Regions from separate parts of the Pan troglodytes genome. Here region 1 is linked to region 2. Evidence: chromatin contacts called from public HiChIP or PLAC-seq data. All regions are on one chromosome and are shown on one strand. The core of a region is the stretch at or near the end of the contact, and the rest is flanking DNA. Distances in the headings are between cores, read along the strand shown.

Region 1 (3,419 bases), core at 297-2,796, 75 kb after region 2:
TGTGGTCCCAGCTACTTGTAAGGCTGAGGCAGGAGAATCACTTGAACCTGGGAGGCAGAGGTTGCAGTGAGCTGAGATAGTGCCACTGCTCTCCAGCCTGGGCAACAGAGCGAGACTCTGTGTCAAAAAAAATAAGACTCTGTGTCAAAGAAAATAAGAGAAAAATAATTGATGCATCTGACTGGTTAATACCCTATAGACATTGTAACATTGTAATTTTTTTTTTTTTTTTTTTTTTTTTTGAGACAGTCTGGCACTTGTCGCCCAGGCTGGAGTGCAATAGCGCGATCTCGGCTCACTGCAACCTCCGCCTCCTGGGCTCAAGCAATTCTCCTGCCTCAGCCTCCCAGGTGGCTGGGATTATAGGTGTGCACTATTAAGCTCAGCAAATTTTTTTTTTTTTTTTTTTGAGACTGAGTCTTGCTCTGTCGCCCAGGCTGCAGTGCAGTGGCGCAATCTCGGCTCACTGCAACCTCTGCCTCCCGGGTTCAAGCAATTCTCCTGCCTCAGCCTCCCAAGTAGCTGGGACTACAGGCGTGCACCACCACGCCCAGTTAATTTTTGTATTTTTAGTAGAGACGGGGTTTCACCATATTGGCCAGGCTGGTATCGGATTCCTGACCTCGTGATCCACCCACCTCGGCTCCCAAAGTAAGTGCTGGGATTACAGGCGTCAGCCACCGCACCCAGCCAAATTTTTGTATTTTTTAGTAAAGACGGGGTTTCGCCATGTTGGCCAGGCTGGTCTAGAACTCCTGACCTCAGGTGATCTGCCCGACTCGGTGTCCCAAAGTGCTAGGATTACAGGCGTGAGCCACAGTGCCCAGCCTAACATTGTAATTTTTAAAAAGTACCTTAGTCTGTTCGTAAAGTGTTGAGTGGAATATTTACATTCCTCCTGTGATTGGTGTTTGTAAACGTGTATATATATACACATACACACAAGGGCTCTTTTTGAACAAAGCGCGCACCCACAGAAGCCTATTGAAAAGTTTATGCTGCTACAATAAATCTGTATTCCTATGAGGTTCCATAATGAAATCAGTTAAGACTGCGTGTGTTTGAAATCGGTAAGATTTTACTTCTCTACTTTCATTGAGTTGGCACGAGGTAGGGTAGACAGCAGGCACTCAATTTCTGATTTTGAATCGGAAAACATCTGTTTTTCTGGGCAAGGATATCAATAGATTGCTCCTAGGGACAATCAAGAAAGAAAAGAGACCTCCAACGCTTCTCTGCAGGAGCGGATAGAGCCCTGGTTATTTGCTCGCAAGTGAAAATTGCCCTGGCATACCCATTCAAATTTCTCCTAGCAAATCATAGTGGCCTACAGCCAACGCCTTCTTCGCTCACTGGCCAACTGGAAACTTCAGTCCCTCCATGCCTCCCGCCTCTCACCCAGGGGCCAATAGGAAAGATCAGAGGTTCGCAACTTAGTGTCATCAGGCATAGTAATTGCAATTGGCTATTGGAGCTGTCGATCGTGGAGTAGGCGGGGCCGTGCCAGCTGGCCTATATAAGACGAGGACAAAGGCGGCGCGCCGCCTGTGTCATCCGCCATTTTGTGAGAAGCAAGGTGGCCTCCACGTTTCCTGAGCGTCTTCTTCGCTTTTGCCTCGACCGCCCCTTGACCACAGACATGTCTCGGGATCGGTTCCGGAGTCGTGGCGGTGGCGGTGGCGGCTTCCACAGGCGTGGAGGAGGCGGCGGCCGCGGCGGCCTCCACGACTTCCGTTCTCCGCCGCCCGGCATGGGCCTCAATCAGAATCGCGGCCCCATGGGTCCTGGCCCGGGCCAGAGCGGCCCTAAGCCTCCGATCCCGCCACCGCCTCCACACCAACAGCAGCAACAGCCACCACCGCAGCAGCCACCGCCGCAGCAGCCGCCACCGCATCAGCCGCCGCCGCATCCACAGCCGCATCAGCAGCAGCAGCCGCCGCCACCGCCGCAGGACTCTTCCAAGCCCGTCGTTGCTCAGGGACCCGGCCCCGCTCCCGGAGTAGGCAGCGCACCGCCAGCCTCCAGCTCGGCCCCGCCCGCCACTCCACCAACCTCGGGGGCCCCGCCAGGGTCTGGGCCAGGCCCGACGCCGACCCCGCCGCCTGCAGTCACCTCGGCCCCTCCCGGGGCGCCGCCACCCACCCCGCCAAGCAGCGGGGTCCCTACCACACCTCCTCAGGCCGGAGGCCCGCCGCCTCCGCCCGCGGCAGTCCCGGGCCCGGGTCCAGGGCCTAAGCAGGGCCCAGGTCCGGGTGGTCCCAAAGGCGGCAAAATGCCTGGCGGGCCGAAGCCAGGTGGCGGCCCGGGCCTAAGCACTCCTGGCGGCCACCCCAAGCCGCCTCATCGAGGCGGCGGGGAGCCCCGCGGGGGCCGCCAGCACCACCCGCCCTACCACCAGCAGCATCACCAGGGGCCTCCGCCCGGCGGGCCCGGCGGCCGCAGCGAGGAGAAGATCTCGGACTCGGAGGTGAGTGTTTATGGGAGCGACGCGTCGGCTCCCCTAAGATGGCGGCGGCCCCCTCCTCGCCCCCGCCCCCGCGCTGGGCTTCCATTTTGTCGGCTGCCGGAAGGGGCGCTTGCGCGCGCCGCCGCGGGGGCGGGGCGGCCTGCGGGGCCGTCGGTCGGCGTGGGATTGGCCGCTGCCGCGCCTTGCTCTCCCGGCGGGCGGAAGGCTAGGGGAGGTTTCCTTTCGGAAGGAAGCGCGGGGTCGCGGTGGTCGGCCCTGCAGAAGGTAGCCTGTCCCTGGGACTGGCGTAATGCAGAGCATGCGGCGTAGGTTTGGAGAGAACCGGGAAGTTCCATAAAAGCGCAGGCGCAGATCGTGTAGGTTACAGTGGCATTTGGACTTGAGTTATTTTCGTATTTTAATTTTCATACTATTGAGATTTTTTTAGGGACACTCAACATATGTGGCTGACAGTTGCTGATGGACGTCTACTCTTCGGGGAAGTGTGTCTATTCTCGAACATTCTGGATGATGGGGCTCCTTTTTCAATGTTAAGATAGTGCTCATGTTAGAAATCTCACATAGTAAAACCTTGATTGTGACCAAACGGAACAGAAAGGCAACTGATAGGTTTCAGATAAGCAAATACTGTCTTGGGGATTTTCACTTGCAGAGGTCTCCGGTGTTTGAAAACTTCTTTCCTTTTTCATTAGGGGTTTAAAGCCAATTTGTCTCTCTTGAGGAGGCCTGGAGAGAAAACTTACACACAGCGATGTCGGTTGTTTGTTGGGAATCTACCTGCTGATATCACGGAGGATGAATTCAAAAGACTATTTGCTAAATATGGAGAACCAGGAGAAGTTTTTATCAACAAAGGCAAAGGATTCGGATTTATTAAGCTTGTGAGTGTAATTGTTTGATTTTACGTAGAATTAAAAAGGGTGGGAGATTTTTTTTGTCACTACAAACGCTG
Region 2 (3,186 bases), core at 308-2,807:
TGTGTGATCTAAGTAAATTACTTAAGCCCTCAACACCTAAATTTCCTCATCTGCAAATAGGTTCTAGGAGGAGTTACTATGAAGTTAAATTCTTCACATAAAGGTCTTAGCTCAGTGCCAGGCACACAGTAAGCACTCAAAACATCAGCTGTAGCATCATTACGAGATTACTAATTTTACGCTAAGCTGAAAGGGCATTCTTCATAAAGTAGTAATTTTTTGCCCTTTTGCTAATTGATCGTTTCTGAAACCATTCCCAAAAGGAAGACTCCTAAAAGGAAACTTACTTCTTATCATGCTAAGCGGGGAGGAAGTAAAAGAAAAGTGAGGGATATTGCTCAATCGATAGTACAGTATTGTTCGCCATCTGAAAAAAACCACTCAGAATTAAATAAGGAAAGTTTCCAGACAAACTTTAAAAGGTATTCAAACAACTCCTATGTAGAATTGGCTTCACCTCTGCAGGTTGATTGGGTACATCCCTGTTATGAGAAAACTTGTCGTATTCTTCCAAGTCCCTAATTGCGAGTAAGAGGCTAGGCTAGAACATGACATTCATAGTAGCCAAAATCTTTCTCCTAAATCAGGACATGCCAACGATCCCACTTCTTCACAGGTAAGACCACCACCCCGACTTTGGTCTAGATAACGGCTATGGGGGGAGGGGAAAGGAGGCAGGAAAATGAATTCGCGATGGTGTTACTGAAGAACCCTCCGGTTATTTCTCCTGAGACCCCTCCACGACTTATTCCCGCCACCACCACCCCCACCTGACCTCTCCCCAGTTAAACTTCCAGACTCTGATGTACTAAAGATGCACTAAAGATGCACTTAAGAATCTGACACCTCCCCTCCCTGGGCCTAGATATCCCACCCCAGTGCTGGGGAAGGTCGGGGGGGAGGAAGGCAAACAACGGCCCCCTCCCCTCCCCCCCACCCAGCACCAAATCTTTGTCCCACCTGCCAAGGGACCGCTCGCCAGCGCGCTCCGGACCCAAGGCTGCCTCAGACCTGCCCGCAACCTTGTCCTAACTGGGCCTCGGCGACCCCTCCACGAACCTGAGTATGGCCCATTCCCGGCCCCGGGCCGCGCCCCGCCCCCCGCCGCCCGAGTTCTGCCTCACCTCACCTACCCTCTTTCGGGGGCCGGACTCCACCTCTCTCTCCGCCATGTTGGGCCCCGCTCGGAACCGCTGCGGCTCCCCGCGCGGTGGCGGCGGTACCTCTCGGCCCCCCGGCCCCCGCCCACACTGCAGGCACGGCCGCCTCGCGGCAGCTTCCCCGGACCCGGCCGGGCCTTGCGCCGAGAGTGGGGAGGGGGCGGATGCCGCGCGCCGGGCCGCAGCTTCTGAGATCCCACGGGTCCGCGCGTGGGCGGGAGGGCCTGCCCGGGGACGGGGTGGGGGCCGGGACTCGGGGGGTTAATGGCCTCCAAGGGGCCCCGTGAGTAGGATTATTTTCTCTCAGAGAAATTCCTCCGCCTGCGGTTTCTTAAAGGGATCACCAAATCAGCCCCTTGCGCGCGCCCCTGATGCGCAGGCGCACCCTAAGTCCCTCCTTCCTTTCCCACCAAGCCCCCGGTCCTGAGCGTGCGCGGTAAGTGGCCATGGGTAGGCCAAATCCTGCAAGTCTCTTTGCTGCCAGCAGCTGCTCCCACCACTCAACTATGGCCGCTCCCTTAAAGGGACCATGACGCAGGGATGAAGGAGAAATGAAAGAAATTACTGGAAAGACAATCTGGAGAATTGGGTGCAATGTCAGTGAAGGGTTCCACATCACCATCTTACACCTGACTACAGTGGTACCATTAAAGAGGGAAAGTCATGGTAAGCTGAAGTTCTCAGTGGACCTCTGAACATGAAGAATCCCAAACCAATGAGGGAACAAGACAGTCATCTCAAGGAAAACCAACTTTCCTCCCTTTCGACTGCCTGTTCTGAAGCACAAGGCATAGAATATCAAGAGCCAACTCCTATAACCTCACCTTAAAATCAAAGCTTTTGGTGATTTTGAAGATTGAACCAACAACTGGAAATAATTTCTTCAATAGTAATTTATCCTTAGAACATCAAAATGGAGAAGGATCTTAGGGAACCATTTACTCCAGTGCTCCCAATGATAAAATTGCAGCCTGATCATGGGAAGGAATTTGTCCCAATGTAACTAATGGCTGGTGTGGAGTTGGAATCAAGATTACAGTCTCAGTCCTCCAGGCTGTCTTCAGGCGAGAGATAAATTTGGTTTAATTTGATATCCCTAGAAGATTAAAAATTGAAGTTTCATGGTATTTGGAGAATATCATAATTCTCTTGTGAAGATGTAATGATTTGCAGATGATGGGTGTCCTCATTCACCTCTATTGAAGGAGCTTGACAATCTGCCTTAAAGGATAAGCATCTTATTTCTAAGCAGGAAACCAGGAAGTAGATTTGGGTCTATCTTGTTCCAAAACTGGGTCCTAAGCTGAAAATCGCTGAAAAAAATGAGGGCTTCATTCATTCCTCTTCTGTTCATTCTAGTTCCCACAAGCGTTGGGTGGAGAAAAAATTAAGTTTATAATGATAGTTCAGGGACAGTGGGGAGACATATAGTAAGAAATACAAAGAAGATGCCTCCTGAAGGTCATTTCCCATGACAAGACATATTCAAGTGGGAATGATAGCTCCTGAAGTCACAGGATAATGAGATGTAACTTCTGTTTTCTGTTTTATTTAGCACTTGGTAGCTATTCTGAAACAGATGTTTTCTAATCTGTAATATTTTGCTGAAAACTGTTGGTGAAATTGCTGGAAGTTTCCATACTGGCCTTGCTTATGCCTTTAGCACTGTCTTTAATTTCACTCCTCAGTAGGAGAGAAGAAAGAAGGACAAAGAAATATGTTCATTTCAGCCAGAATTTTAAAAACATGTTCCCTTTAGTTCCATGTCCAGGACAAGAAAGAAAAGAGGAGCCAAGAAAAGATAATTCCAGGGAATGTGGCTACATAAAACTTGTAGTGGTTTCCACCTGTTTTATTGGCAGTGGAATACTCCCTTCTAATAAAATCTGGTGGTTTAAAATGTGGAGCTGCTAAGTTGGGAGTGTAAGTGGGGAACCCACTAGTCTATTCACCCAGCTTCACCCTTGCACTCTCTCTCCTTTCATGCCCCCTCCCATCATTACAGAAATGTTGAGTTTCTCAGATC

What was found. HiChIP or PLAC-seq counts read pairs in DNA pulled down with a chosen protein or histone mark.
Region 1: a contact with region 2 is called in an H3K4me3 HiChIP or PLAC-seq map of stem cell-derived excitatory neurons, with 3 times the contacts expected there. The contact joins the promoter of SFPQ here to the promoter of ZMYM4 in region 2. A contact is called at or near these places in 2 of 7 Hi-C or Micro-C datasets (induced pluripotent stem cells and stem cell-derived neural progenitor cells) and 1 of 1 datasets of contacts at active chromatin or transcription factors (stem cell-derived excitatory neurons).

Annotation. Positions count from the first base shown.
Region 1 is chr1:195,794,079-195,797,497 of NHGRI_mPanTro3-v2.0_pri, forward strand. It overlaps SFPQ (splicing factor proline and glutamine rich), which reads left to right and starts at 1,547. Exons shown (of 10, transcript NM_001251847.1): 1 at 1,547-2,467; 2 at 3,160-3,348. The coding sequence starts at 1,640.
Region 2 is chr1:195,718,868-195,722,053 of NHGRI_mPanTro3-v2.0_pri, forward strand. It overlaps ZMYM4 (zinc finger MYM-type containing 4), which reads right to left and starts at 1,558. Exons shown (of 30, transcript XM_001166982.6): 1 at 1,134-1,558. The coding sequence starts at 1,172.